Regions from separate parts of the Hordeum vulgare genome. Here region 1 is linked to region 2. The links are chromatin contacts, called in public Hi-C maps. All regions are on one chromosome and are shown on one strand. Each heading gives the region's core, a stretch centred on a gene start, on an enhancer-like site or on the middle of the called end of the contact. The rest is flanking DNA. Distances are from core to core; before and after follow the strand shown. Region 1 holds the start of LOC123402922 (F-box/kelch-repeat protein SKIP30). Region 2 overlaps LOC123401382 (glucose-6-phosphate 1-dehydrogenase, cytoplasmic isoform-like).

Region 1 (6,152 bases), core at 874-3,373, 250 kb before region 2:
CATGCAATAGAGGCAGATATCATAGACTTTCGGTTTGCAAATATCAATCGTTTTGGCTTTGGAAAATTGCAATTATTGCCTGCTTTGCATTCTATATCTATCTACCTAGTGTGCACGCTAAATAGAGACAAATGCTTCTCCCTGCAAGAAAGAAAGAGAGAAAGAGATGAATGCTTGTGTCTTTTTGTTTTGTTTTTGCGAAGATGCTTAAGTTCATATATTAGGTACTATAAATCCTTACAAACATACCTTTACAGAAAATACAAATACATTTAAAATCTTGGGTGCCAAAGTCTTCTCTCTCCTGTATCCATCGACGACGCGTTGTGAGCATAGCTCAATCTCTATATCGGTGGAGAAAACTTTTAAAAGCCTAGAATATTGTAGAAGTAGCATCAGGAAGATGTCGATGTTGACCAGCAAACGTCGACGGTCGTGATGTGCGAAAAAACTCACACGCGTGAAGAAAACAAATCAGTATGGGCTTGTAAAACCCCCATAGACCACATAGATCACAAAAGTTGTCCTAATCCAAAGGGACCCCTAGAAACCTAATCACGAGAGATCTGCCAGAAAGATAGCTTCACACGCCCTTCATCAACGAAGAACGCACCAACTAACGGGGATAGGGTGAGGATACCATTATTCCTACCCTGGTGCAATGCAGTTGCTTCGCCATCCCAAACCAAACACGAAGACTCCATGAAGAAAAGCTAAAAAGAATCACCCAGGCCATCGTGCTACAAGTTCGGTCTGATGTCAAGATTGCTGTTATCTAGAACCGTGCACCGACACCCTATTCTTCGATGATCCAACCAACCAGACCACTGATGAAGATCTTCACGCTGGATCACTCCAGCCACCGCTATCTTCACCAACGTCATTGTCGTGCACCATGTGATGCAGGTTGCCGCTCGAGCACACATATTCTTTTGCCGTCCCACAACAACCCTCCGACGCTTCCACAATAGGACCCCTAATCCAGACCTCTTTTCCGCCGTCCCGGTGACGTGCCCGGACGAGGTGAGAGGGGCAGAAGATGGGTGGTTGTTAGGATTTAAAGAGAAGGAATTTCCAATCCAATCACTTTTTGCATTAGTATGGTTGAACGTATCGTCGCCTCACATCATGAATACGATTCGTGATGGGTCTCTTAGAACATCTCTATCAGACCCCACAAAAACAGTCAAACATTTAAATTTATAGTTTGGTTGAAGAAAACACACCAAAAAAATCTTGTAAAACGGTAGATCTCAAAAATATTTTGCACGCCCCGTATATTATTACCTATTTACCCTTTACTTGTAGTTTTCAAATCAATTTTTGAGGTAAACCGTAAACAAATCAACGCCAGAGCAGGCGACCTAGTGATGCATCATGCAAGTAGGGAGCAGGTGGAGGAGCTCGACAACGGCCGCTCAAAGCGTCGTTGAAGCAGGGGGCTTGAACACATGTGGCACATAACATGGGCGGCCGTCGAAGGCGTGAGCGGTCGTCCTAGATGCGACCGGTCAGGGACACTCGCGCGGGAGGCCGTCGGGATCAGGAGTGGTAGTTGCGGGTGCACGAGGCTGGCTGACCTCACGGCGACTATTTTTCGGTCATGGCTAGTCGGCGACGGACACGAGAAAAAGGAAATGATTTTTCTTTACATTACAACTTTACAATATCTGTTTTAACGGAGCCAGTTTCATCAGTTTACATGAAATTGCAAAATAATTTTACAGTGTCAATCTGTTAGAGACGCTCTTATTTTCCAAAAGGCTTGTGTCTCGTACGAACTAAGTTATGCGTAGAAAGTAGAAACACGCCGGGACTGCTGCCGGTGGAGACACTATTATCACGCTGCTAGTTGTTGCTCTGTGGTAGACAAACCAGCTGGTAGCACTCTAGCTTACAACCATTAGTTTCACATGAAAATGAGGATATCGATGAAAACTTGTCTTTCTTTTCTTGTGGGAAACAAACAATGGCATGGCGCTCTAGAGAGAGAATATTCGGCCGATACGTTGCGTGAACCCGCCCCAAAAATAGAGGAGGCCGCAAAAGCCAAAAGGCAAAATCGCGTCGCCCCTGACGCCTCACTCCTCCCCTCCCTCACCCATTCCACCCCCTCCCCCCCTCCCTCTCTCTGGACCGCACCCGAACCGAGCGACGCCTCCCTTCCGACCCATACCACACCCACTCCGCGGCGACGACACCGGCGGCCGGCCCTAGGCGTGGACGGAGTCAGGCAAGCTCTCCGTTCTTCGTTCCGTCCCTCACCTCGGGCGCGGGCCTCTGCTCCAGCCGGAGGTGCGAACCCGGCCCCAAATCACGCGATGGTAGCTAGCCCAATTCATTGGTTCGGCGTCGGATTTGCGTTGCTTGTCACTAGATCTGGATGTGCCGGATGCATAATCGCTCATGGAATTGGGCCGAGTCCACAATTTTCGTTCTACGATTAGGATTCCCCGTTCGCACCTGTTCGTTCGTCTGGCTCCCGCATGTTGCTTTATGCTGGCGTGCCTGAATGCCTGGAGCTTTAGTTAATCAATTTCACTGCATATTTCCTGATGCTCGTGTGTGCCTAGTCGTGGTTCAGTTAGTTTTGCAGGACGATTTGGGAGTATATGATCTTATGTAATGGATCAACACCAATTTTAATCACAAATCATTTTTTGCAAACTGACAGCGTTACCTATTCGTCGTGTCAGAGTTGTTTACTATAGTCCGCTGCTGCTAATACCCAGTTTCAGAGAGGGAGAATAATAGGATACTGGTGTAGAGCGGCAGCAATTTCCGTCCATGGTATGCACGATCAGTAGGAGGGCACCAGTGCTCTAGATGGTGGACGTTACCCTGCTTAGGTGCTAGCTGCCACCCTAGTATCTAGGCGTCTGCCTAATCCTGACCTACTAGAATCTGGAGGCCACCTGGCCGCCAGCTTGGTGCTTTTTAGACTACTCCAAGGCCATCTTGCCTAAGCGGCAACCTCATTTCCTGGTGCAGTTGGTTCATGTCATCCATGCCAGGAAGGATGATAATATTGTTATTTGTAGCATTCCTCATACTATCCTAGTCCCAAATCAGATGCTAAGTCTATGTAGGTTACTGGTTACCTGTATTTTGCGCAAGCAGTATCACCTTATGATTTTATTCCGGCTCCACGCTGCTACATGTCTGCTTTGCCAGGCTACACTTCCGCTTGCCTCTGCCACCACCACATCTCCTTCCGTACCGCTGGGCCCACTCTGACCCCATTTCCCGCTATCTCACATTGGCCCTGTTTGGATCCATGGGCTAGAGTTAGTTTGAGCTAGTTTGGGTTCAACTAGCCCTAAAATATCCAAACACAAGGGTTAGATTGGAGCTAGTTGCATCTAACCCATCTAAAAAACTAGCTCACCCAAGAGGTGCTAATTGGAGCTAGTTCTCATGGGGTTCATTAAAAAATATTTTTCTCTCTCTCTTCCACTAGCCAAGAGATGCTAATTGGAGCTAGTTTTCATGGGGTTCATTAAAAAATCACTTTTCTCTTTCTATAAAGTGCATCTATTGTCAATCTAGCCCTTTCATCCAAACACCTATTTGGCTAGAGTTAGTTTAGGGATAGTCATGAGCTAGAAACTAACTCTAACCACTAGCTAAGCTAGAGTATCCAAACAGGGCCATTGCTAGCACACTCCTGAAGTCTGAAGCCATCACTGTACCTATCCGGTTTGCCAAGCTGGCTGCACTAAATCCGAAAGTCACCTCTGGTACCTTTAACCAACTAGGCGATCTCCCCGACTTGCTCTGCTAAGGTTGCCCCGCCACTTTTTTAGAGAACTTGTGCATGTTCTTTTGTTCCTCTTATCTTAAAACTAAGAACACAAACACCGTTTGTCTTGGGGGATATATAGAGGACTAGAGGATGAATATAGAACCCTGTGAACATTTGAAAAAGGACCCAGTTTACAAATCTCTGTCAACTCACAAGCCCCATATCCTATCACTGGGGCTACTTTCCACGTGGAGCTCTTCTGGAATATCCATACTCGGTTGTCACATGCTAGTCAACTTTTGAGCCGAGTTAATTGATCTCTTTGTTTTTTTGAGGCTATTTTTTCTCACAAATCTGTAGTGAAAACTAAGAAGCTTAAAGAACATAAAGTAACAATATACCTTAATAATTGTAGCTGCTGCTGCTTCTTTCATGGTTGATGTTAACACTCATGATTTTGGAATATAGTTCCCTATGTCCTTAGGTATTGTAATCATTTTGCAAATAAAAACTGTTTAACATTGTACCAGGGAAAGTGCTAAGTAAGAACTTTCAATGAACATGAGTTACCTTTGCTATTCCCTAGGAGGAACTCCGAATAATTTTGGGTGTGTTTGGTAGCCTGCACCAAGGGTGCATGAGGGCAGCAGTTCCCTTCTCAACCCACTTTTGTCTGTTTGGTAGGGTGTATGAGCTCTACTCAGCATGGTCCATCTGATGCAAAAAGGCCCCTTAGCATGGCTCCCGAGCGAATGGACGATCAGGCGTTCGCTGCTCAGCATGGCTCCTGAGGCCCATCCCACCTGTTCGCTACTCGACCCACCAGGCCCGAACGACCTCTCCACCCCGTCGAAAAAATCAAGCCTCTCGTCCCTCTCCCTGCTCCCGCGAAGCTCCTGCGACGCGCCGCCGCACCAGCCCCGACGAGCCGCCGCACCAGCCCCGACGAGCCGCCGCACCAGCCCCTGCGACGCGCCGCCGGTGGGAGCGGTTGACCGCTTCCCCAACTCCGGGCACCGGATCCGCTTCCCCGACCGCCACCGCTGGATCCCCCTTCCCCGTCTGCCGTTGGATCCTCCTTCCCCATCTCCGGCCACCAGATCCGCTTCCCCGACCGCCAACGCTGGATCCCCCTTCCCCGGCCACCGCTGGATCCTCCTTCCCCAACTCCGGCCACCAGATTCACTCCGAAGCCAAGCACATCCATAGAGGCTACCAAACACAATCTCAGTCCAACATGTATGTTCAGGTGCAGCCTACCAAACAAAGTCTCACCTCAGCATGTTTCAGCACATAAATTACTACCAAACAACAGCAAATGCATCTACTCAGCATGTTTATACTGAACATGTCTTAGGTGGGAACAACCATGCTAGGTAGGGAATGCAACCAAACACACCCTTTGGGTCTGTCGACAATCTTCTATTACACGCTAACCCTCAGAAAATAAAATAATTTATCTATGATGTGATGTGCCCTGCAGGCTCACCTTCAGCCTTACTTAGGATAATTTAATTAATTATGTCCCTATTGTTGGTTTTAAGTTCTAACTATTTGTTTTCATCATTCCGTGTCTCATTAAGTTTCTGTGTGAATGATATCTATTAGATGAATGCCTGATCATTATTTTAATAATACTTTGCTGATTTATCTGTACAGCATGTATCTGAACTTGGTATGTTTGACTATGTTCAGGCTAATAGGTCTTGTCGCTTCCGTGCTGTATACTGAGATAATATGGTTGAGTGCACAATGGTATCGACCTTGCTTGACGGTCTTCCTAATGAAGTGGCTCTCCAGTGCCTTGCACGTGTTCCGTTTGTATCCCATCCTACTCTTCAGCTGGTTTGCCGCTCTTGGAGAGCATCTGTTTGCAACGGGGAGCTTCTCAACGTTCGGAATCAGATTGGTGCGACAGAAGAACTGCTATGTGTGTTAGCATTTGAACCTGAAAATATTTGGCAACTTTATGATCCTCGTCGAGACAAGTGGATAACTCTCCCTGTCATGCCATCTCAGATTAGGAACATTGCCCGTTTTGGAGTTACCTCTGTTGCTGGAAAACTCTATGTAATTGGTGGTGGCAGCGATAGAGTTGATCCCCTTACCGGAGACCATGACACAATCTTTGCGAGCAATGAGGTCTGGTCTTATGATCCTCTCCACCGCTTGTGGGCCCAGAGGGCTCCAATGCTTGTAGCTCGAGCAATGTTTGCTTGTTGTGCGTTGGATGGGAAGATAGTTGTTGCCGGGGGCTTTACAAACTGCCGCAAATCAATATCAGAGGCTGAGATTTATGATCCTGAAGCTGACACATGGGAGTCCCTCCCTGACCTCCGTCAGGCACACCCCTCTGCATGCTCCGGTCTTGTCATCAAGAATAAGATGTACGTATTGCATAAAGGTA
Region 2 (6,202 bases), core at 2,673-5,172:
AGAGAACTTGTCTGTAACAAGCTCATACGTCTAGGATTATTGACGCATCTACTTTAAGCATTCCGTCTCGTTGGGCGTCTTTAGACCAATCAGATCCTCACTCGTGGTCTCACGCAAGAATAAGACATATTATTTCTAGTTGGTCCCCTATTATCGTTTAGAGGAGTAAATATTCAGTTTTACAACTCTAAACAACACCTAGCCGATACGCAATAGGCATTAGAGGAGGATAAATTAGCCTCAACTGTGTCGTTTGCCCCTATTTTTACTCCACAGCTCGGCCTTGGAGAAAAAAATCTCCTCCCCTCCACTGCCCCCCAGAATCCATTTTCTAACTGGCTTTCGTGCTTTGGTGAGTTGTTCGAGATCCCGTGGTGCATTCATGCTGAAGCCGTCCTTCCAAACCCCTGTCGGCCACTACATGGCATCGGAAACGCTTTGTAGGCTCCGTCGCGGTCCTTGACCATCCTGATTTGTGCCTCTCTCGCCCCGTCGCCGGCGCACAACTAGTAAATCTGAGGCTGCCACCATTGGACTTGACGCATCCGGCTGCTGGCGACTGCCCTTTGCCATGGATTGGCCAGATACCAAACCGCATAACCCCGACAACGCCTTCGCGCCGCATGCCTTGACTCGGCCTCTAGCGGCTCGGATCTTTCCCGTCGAAGGTTCACCGGCAAAGACACGCTCGACTGTTGCCCCGTCTCGACCCCGGCCCAACGGCTTGTCAGCTTCCCGTTGCCGATCATAAAGTGCGAAGACTGCCCGTGGTAAGTGGTGCGCCAAGTTTCCATCATGACGGAACATCCCGGACAGCTTCTCGACCTTGCACACTTCTTTCTTCTTCGATGCTGAAAAATTTGACGTTGCTTCACATTTATTCTCATCCCTAGCCTCTATTCTAGCAATTCCGTCCTCATGTTTTTGTTTAGTTTTTCGAGGATGGTAATTTTAGTTGTAAAGCATGACAAGTTTTTGTTTGGATGACAAGTTTTAGTTTTTTAGAGTTTCTTTTATGGCAACTTTAGTGGTAAAAAAGTCGAAACGGTGTTACTTCGTGCCACATGTATTTCACTTATCATTTGGGTTTAATGATATAATCCAATTTGAGTTTTTTAAGAGCATGTCCTTACTGATTGTACAGCCTTGTCACTAGAAACTATAGTGGAAGAGAAGAGAGGCAAATTTATCTATAATAGTCCCAGGTCTTTTTCACAAAAAACAGAAAATAAAATAAAAATCAACTAGCACTTGCTACGTTTCAAGGTTCTTCCATGGTGAATTGGTTTTTTTATCGAAACAATTCCTTAGTTAACACTATCTTAAATTTCATTTCCTTATTTGACACTGAACAATTTTTTCCCCTATATAACAACGAGTCTAAATTTTATGCCCTTTATGACACTTTTGTTCATTTTAAGCCTAAATAACATCTAAAAAGACTATTTTATCATTTATGCTAGCTACTATATAATCCTATGTACCTCTTGTAATATTGTACCTTCTTTATGAAAGGAATACATATCAACAGACTTGATACGAGCCTGCGGCAATATCTAGGCATCTCGCGAGTGTGTCTCGGTGAGTAGATTCAGCGATCAAAGACCGACCTGATAGTTTCATACGTGCATGTGCATGTACTAGTTTACGTAAGAAACCATCCACCCCGCTAGCCTGCCTGCTTAGGTTACGTGTACGTACGCATCTTTTTCTTGGAACCGATCGTCCGGCTAGCATGGATAGCTATTGTGTACGTACGTGTTTCCAAGAAAAGTACTCGTCTCGAGCGACGTCCGACACAGGCCTATGCCAACAAGAACAAGAATTAGATGGACAGTCCCCTTTCCTGCACTTACGATTAGATGTGCAGAATGAATCTTGAATTCTTATAAAAATGGTAGAAATTGTCAAATTGAACGCGGCCAGGGTGAACGAACAGAGAGACAGGGATGACCTGGGAAGAAAGCACAAGGGCGACACAAGGGTGTAATTCCGTGATTGCTCACGGCAAGTCACCTAAACAAAGATCTTGAAGATCGCTAGATTTTTTTAAGGAAAATCGTCAGATCAGTCTGTTTAACGTTGGAGTTTGGGGATCAAGAGAGTGTGAGTGGGCCTACTTGTTGCATGTTAATGGGTTACTGCCATGATGTGAGGCTGCTTGCTGGTTCGGACTGAGGTCATATTTTTTTCACTACGTCCTTCTTTTAATGGGCTATATGTAAACTGCAGGGTATGGGCCAAGGTCATTGGGGTCAATTGACCCCGGCATATAGCTCCACCGTTGCAGCGCACACAGCACCAGCACACACACGCGCACACACACACGCAACACCACACATACGTTGCAACAGCATGCACACGCGCACGTAGCAACACATGTAGTAGCACGCGCACACACACAAACATACATGCAGCAGCACACACGGAACATCAATACCATACATGTATGCGTGCACACACACGGAACAGCACACACACAAAAATATCGCATGAGGGGCAAAATAGTCTTTTTAAGTATTATCTAGGCTTAAAATGAACAAAAATGTTATAAAAGGCATAAATTTTAGACTTGTTGTTATATACGGAAGAAATAATTTGTGGATGTCAAATAGGGCGTAAAATTTAAGCTTGATGTTAAATAAGGAATTATCTCTTTTTTATCAGTCTTGTTGAGCGAAATGTGTGAACTTAAAAAGATGGTATTATCATTTATTTGTAAATTTTTTGAACGGTCACCAGAAGGGAGGGAATCCCCACCTGAATATATTGCTCAAAAAGCTGCCAAAGCCAAGAGTCATCTCTTAAGCTTTGGCTGATTCAGTTTATAAGAAAAACTGGATCGAAAACTTGAACAAGTTGACCCAGTTTATGAGGAAAACCAGGCCGAAAACCGGGCCGAAAACCATACAAGTAACATGATTACACAAGATTATAAAAAAGGACGCCGAGGACAAAGCCCGACCTAGCTAGCAGATCGAAGGACGAATCCATAGGAGGAACAAGTAGATGTGGGGTGTCGTCGAGGGATCACAATACCAAGACTAATCAAGCAACCTAATGCACCACACCGGCGTGCATACCGAACCTCACGACATAACTCAGAAGCAACGACAACCAACGAGTGACAGCACGAACCTTGACTGGGGCTCCGCCATGAGAATCCAAAACGATTAGCAAGTTGAGGAGGCATCTTGCGTCGTCGAAGAGCAAAGATGAACCATGACAACACCAAGAGCACTAAGCTCACCGCAACACAACGGCCGCCAAGGAAGGGACTTGAACATGCATAGCAACACGACCGACACCAGGGAACACCACCGGAGATGGACACATAAGAAGCATGTCAGCATCTACACAAACCACCGTCGACCCCAACCGGCCGCACGACCACCAACAACATTCCGACAACAAGCAACACCCACACAACAACCATGTTGACCCCAAAGATGATGCCTTCAAGAAGGTTGCGACGCTGGTTGCGCCGCCATCATCCGTACAGGAGGGCCTGGACTGGGGTTTCCCCCAGGGTTTTGACGAGGAGGGTGCAAACAACAAAAACAACAACGCCTCCAAGGAGTTTAACGGCACCCACAGGTGCCGCCATCGCCGGATCCAGTTGGAGCAAGGCTTTCGCCCAAGTTGATCTGACACACTCCCGAAGATCGGTTGAGTGAGGTGAGAGCTGATCTGCACGACCACAAGGGACCATGGCCGCCCTGTCGTAGCCCATGGTCAGATTCAGACCACCACAAACTGGCTGGAGGCTTTTCCAACCCACCGGAGGCGCACACAACTATACCGAAACTAGAAGGAAGTAGCGTCGCTAGACACACCATCGGCAGGCCCACCTACACCACGTAGAGGCCACTGCCCCAGGAGGACTAGCAGCTCAAACCAACACCGTGCCGGCCAGAGCACACTACATACCTCGACCGAGAAGGATGCCGGCTCGGCCGAGCAGGCCGCCACCATCCTCCCCCGAGCTGAGCGCCAGCAGCACGCGCGGAGGACCCCCGCCACCGAGCACCGAAACCTTGCCGCTGACGAAGTCGAGCAGCACCACCGCAACGCAGCCCGTGGCCCACATAGGCAGACTAGGAGTGGCCAACGAGCAGTGGGCGGGGGGAGGGGGCTGCCACCCCACCCCAACAAGGCCAGCTAGGACAAAAAACCAAGCCAGAGAGGCTACCTGATCCACCCAACGCGCCCGGTGCCGGCGCCGGAGAATCCATCCACCGGATCTACACCCCTGGCCACAGGATCGCTGTTGCCAGCCACCGAACCGGGCGTGTAGGACACCGGCCAACTCAGCGAGCTCCATCACGGCAACCGCCGCCATCCGAGTGGCCGAGAGCTAGCCGCCCCGCCTCCAAACGGCCGCCAAAGAAGTGCCCCGCCGCCGCCGTCCCCGGATCCAGTCGAGCTTCGCTGGCCGGAACCTCTAGCGGCGGCGAGACAAGGGAGGGGAGGGGGTGGGTGAGTGGCGGCGCTAGGGTTCGCCCCCCGAGTCGTCAGGGAGAGCGACGCCGGGAGGGGGGTGGGGGGGAGTCAATCGGAAAAAATAATAATCACTAAGTTTCATTTATTTGTAATCGTAAAATGGTATACTGTTTTGAAAAGCACAGATTGCTTATTACAAATGCTCTTCCGTATATAACACACAGAGCAAGTAATTTCCCTCTGAAGTAATTCTCTGTAAACCCAGAACACTCCTGTTCTTAACCGGCACTTGGTAGCGGCTAAAACTTTGCAAGGGTTGGTGGTGCCCAGACATAGCCAAGAGTCGGCACGTACCCCGTCCTCTTGCTCAACTCATCGGCCTCCGGAGGACCCCGGGTTCCCGGTTGGTATGGTAGAGCCTTGAACCTGCCACTATCGATGTCGTGCAACAAGGGAGTGAAGATCTGCCAGGCAGCCTGTTGAAGCAGTGTCACGTTCCCAACAGAAATTCACAGCAAAAGAAGCACGGATGTAAACGGTACAGTGTACAAACCTTCAGCTCGTCTCGGCGAACAAAGTGCTGCTGGTCACCTCTTATCCTGCCAAAACATTGATCGATATCATTGAGTACATTGAGAGCAAGGAAGAATGTTTGTTCTTTCAGACGGAAGGCGAGAATTTTTCAAGTTATATATGGCGCCACCTATTTAATTGATGGGTAAAGGGCATGAAGGCGTGCAGATAATTGAATGTGTCACAAACAAATTTAGCAGAAGATGAAGGGTGGACCGGCACATACGTGTCCAAGATAAGACGCTCGTATGCTTCTGGGATTTTTATATCTTGGTACCGTAGCCCGTAGGATAAATCCAGCTCGCTTTGTTCTGTTGCCATTTCGAGCCCTGGTTTCTTTACCTGCCGAAAGTCATCAAGTTTGTTTAGACAAATATCAGTCGGCAGCTACTGTATCTAGTTCTGAACCTTAGACAAGCAGTTGTACATACAGTTAATTTCATATACATGGCTTCCGATGGCTGCAGGCGTATGACAAATTCATTTCTTCCTTGTTTCTTGCCTGTACAAAGGTAAATAGCAATAAACACAGAAGAGCTATTTTGATCCAATAAAAGAAAAAATCAACTTTGATACTAACAAGAATAAGATAATATTTTGAGACAAACAGGTTCATAACAATCAACAGCATCGGAGATGATTTGGCACCATTTTAGTTGAGGCTTAATATTACCATGGGGTTCAACTTTGCGCAAATGATATAGTTAAAATGATAGATTATCCCTAACAGTTCTAAAGAAACTAAATGCAACATTATGAAGCATTTCTTGAGCTCTTTTACTCATGAGAAGATGATCAATTGTCGTCAGTACTAAACATGCATAAGCAGGGTTAACCCATGTCAAAGAAACAATGATTATACAAATCAGTAAGGTCAAACTGAAAGTACTCGACTTACTTGAATTTAGTGGCCTACCATGTAGCAACTCATCCCATGCTTATATATTGTAGTAACTTCTATAGGTTGTGTGCTCATATTACGGGTATCACATCATTACACGTTTTAAGCAAGTACTCTTCATATCAACATATTGGGCAGATCTATAGTGGGGAGTTGGAGTATTCTTTTTAGTAGTTAAGCACTGTAAAATCTACAACATCAATAAATTTGTCTTTCCTACTGTTCGCCCACCCCCCCCCCCCCCCCCCCCTTTTGCAAGACCAAGCTTGATGATGGTACATTTGG

What was found. Hi-C and Micro-C count contacts between places; a contact is called where the count stands out from the background.
Region 1: a contact with region 2 is called in a Hi-C map of seedling, with 4 times the contacts expected there. The contact joins the promoter of LOC123402922 here to the enhancer-like site in region 2. A contact is called at or near these places in 1 of 6 Hi-C or Micro-C datasets (seedling) and 1 of 1 datasets of contacts at active chromatin or transcription factors (embryo).

Annotation. Positions count from the first base shown.
Region 1 is chr6H:336,993,029-336,999,180 of MorexV3_pseudomolecules_assembly, reverse strand. LOC123402922 (F-box/kelch-repeat protein SKIP30) reads left to right here and starts at 2,123. Exons shown (of 2, transcript XM_045096890.1): 1 at 2,123-2,324; 2 at 5,441-6,152. The coding sequence starts at 5,483.
Region 2 is chr6H:336,743,266-336,749,467 of MorexV3_pseudomolecules_assembly, reverse strand. It overlaps LOC123401382 (glucose-6-phosphate 1-dehydrogenase, cytoplasmic isoform-like), which reads right to left. Exons shown (of 16, transcript XM_045095168.1): 13 at 5,448-5,518; 14 at 5,243-5,358; 15 at 4,997-5,042; 16 at 4,566-4,919. The coding sequence ends at 4,743. Among protein-coding and RNA genes, the nearest start is that of LOC123401382, 7.4 kb to the right of the region's middle. Within about 2 kb of position 3,922, at least 2 of the 3 cell types and tissues checked have open chromatin away from gene starts, as enhancers often do. A contact at or near this core is called in seedling, where this site is marked.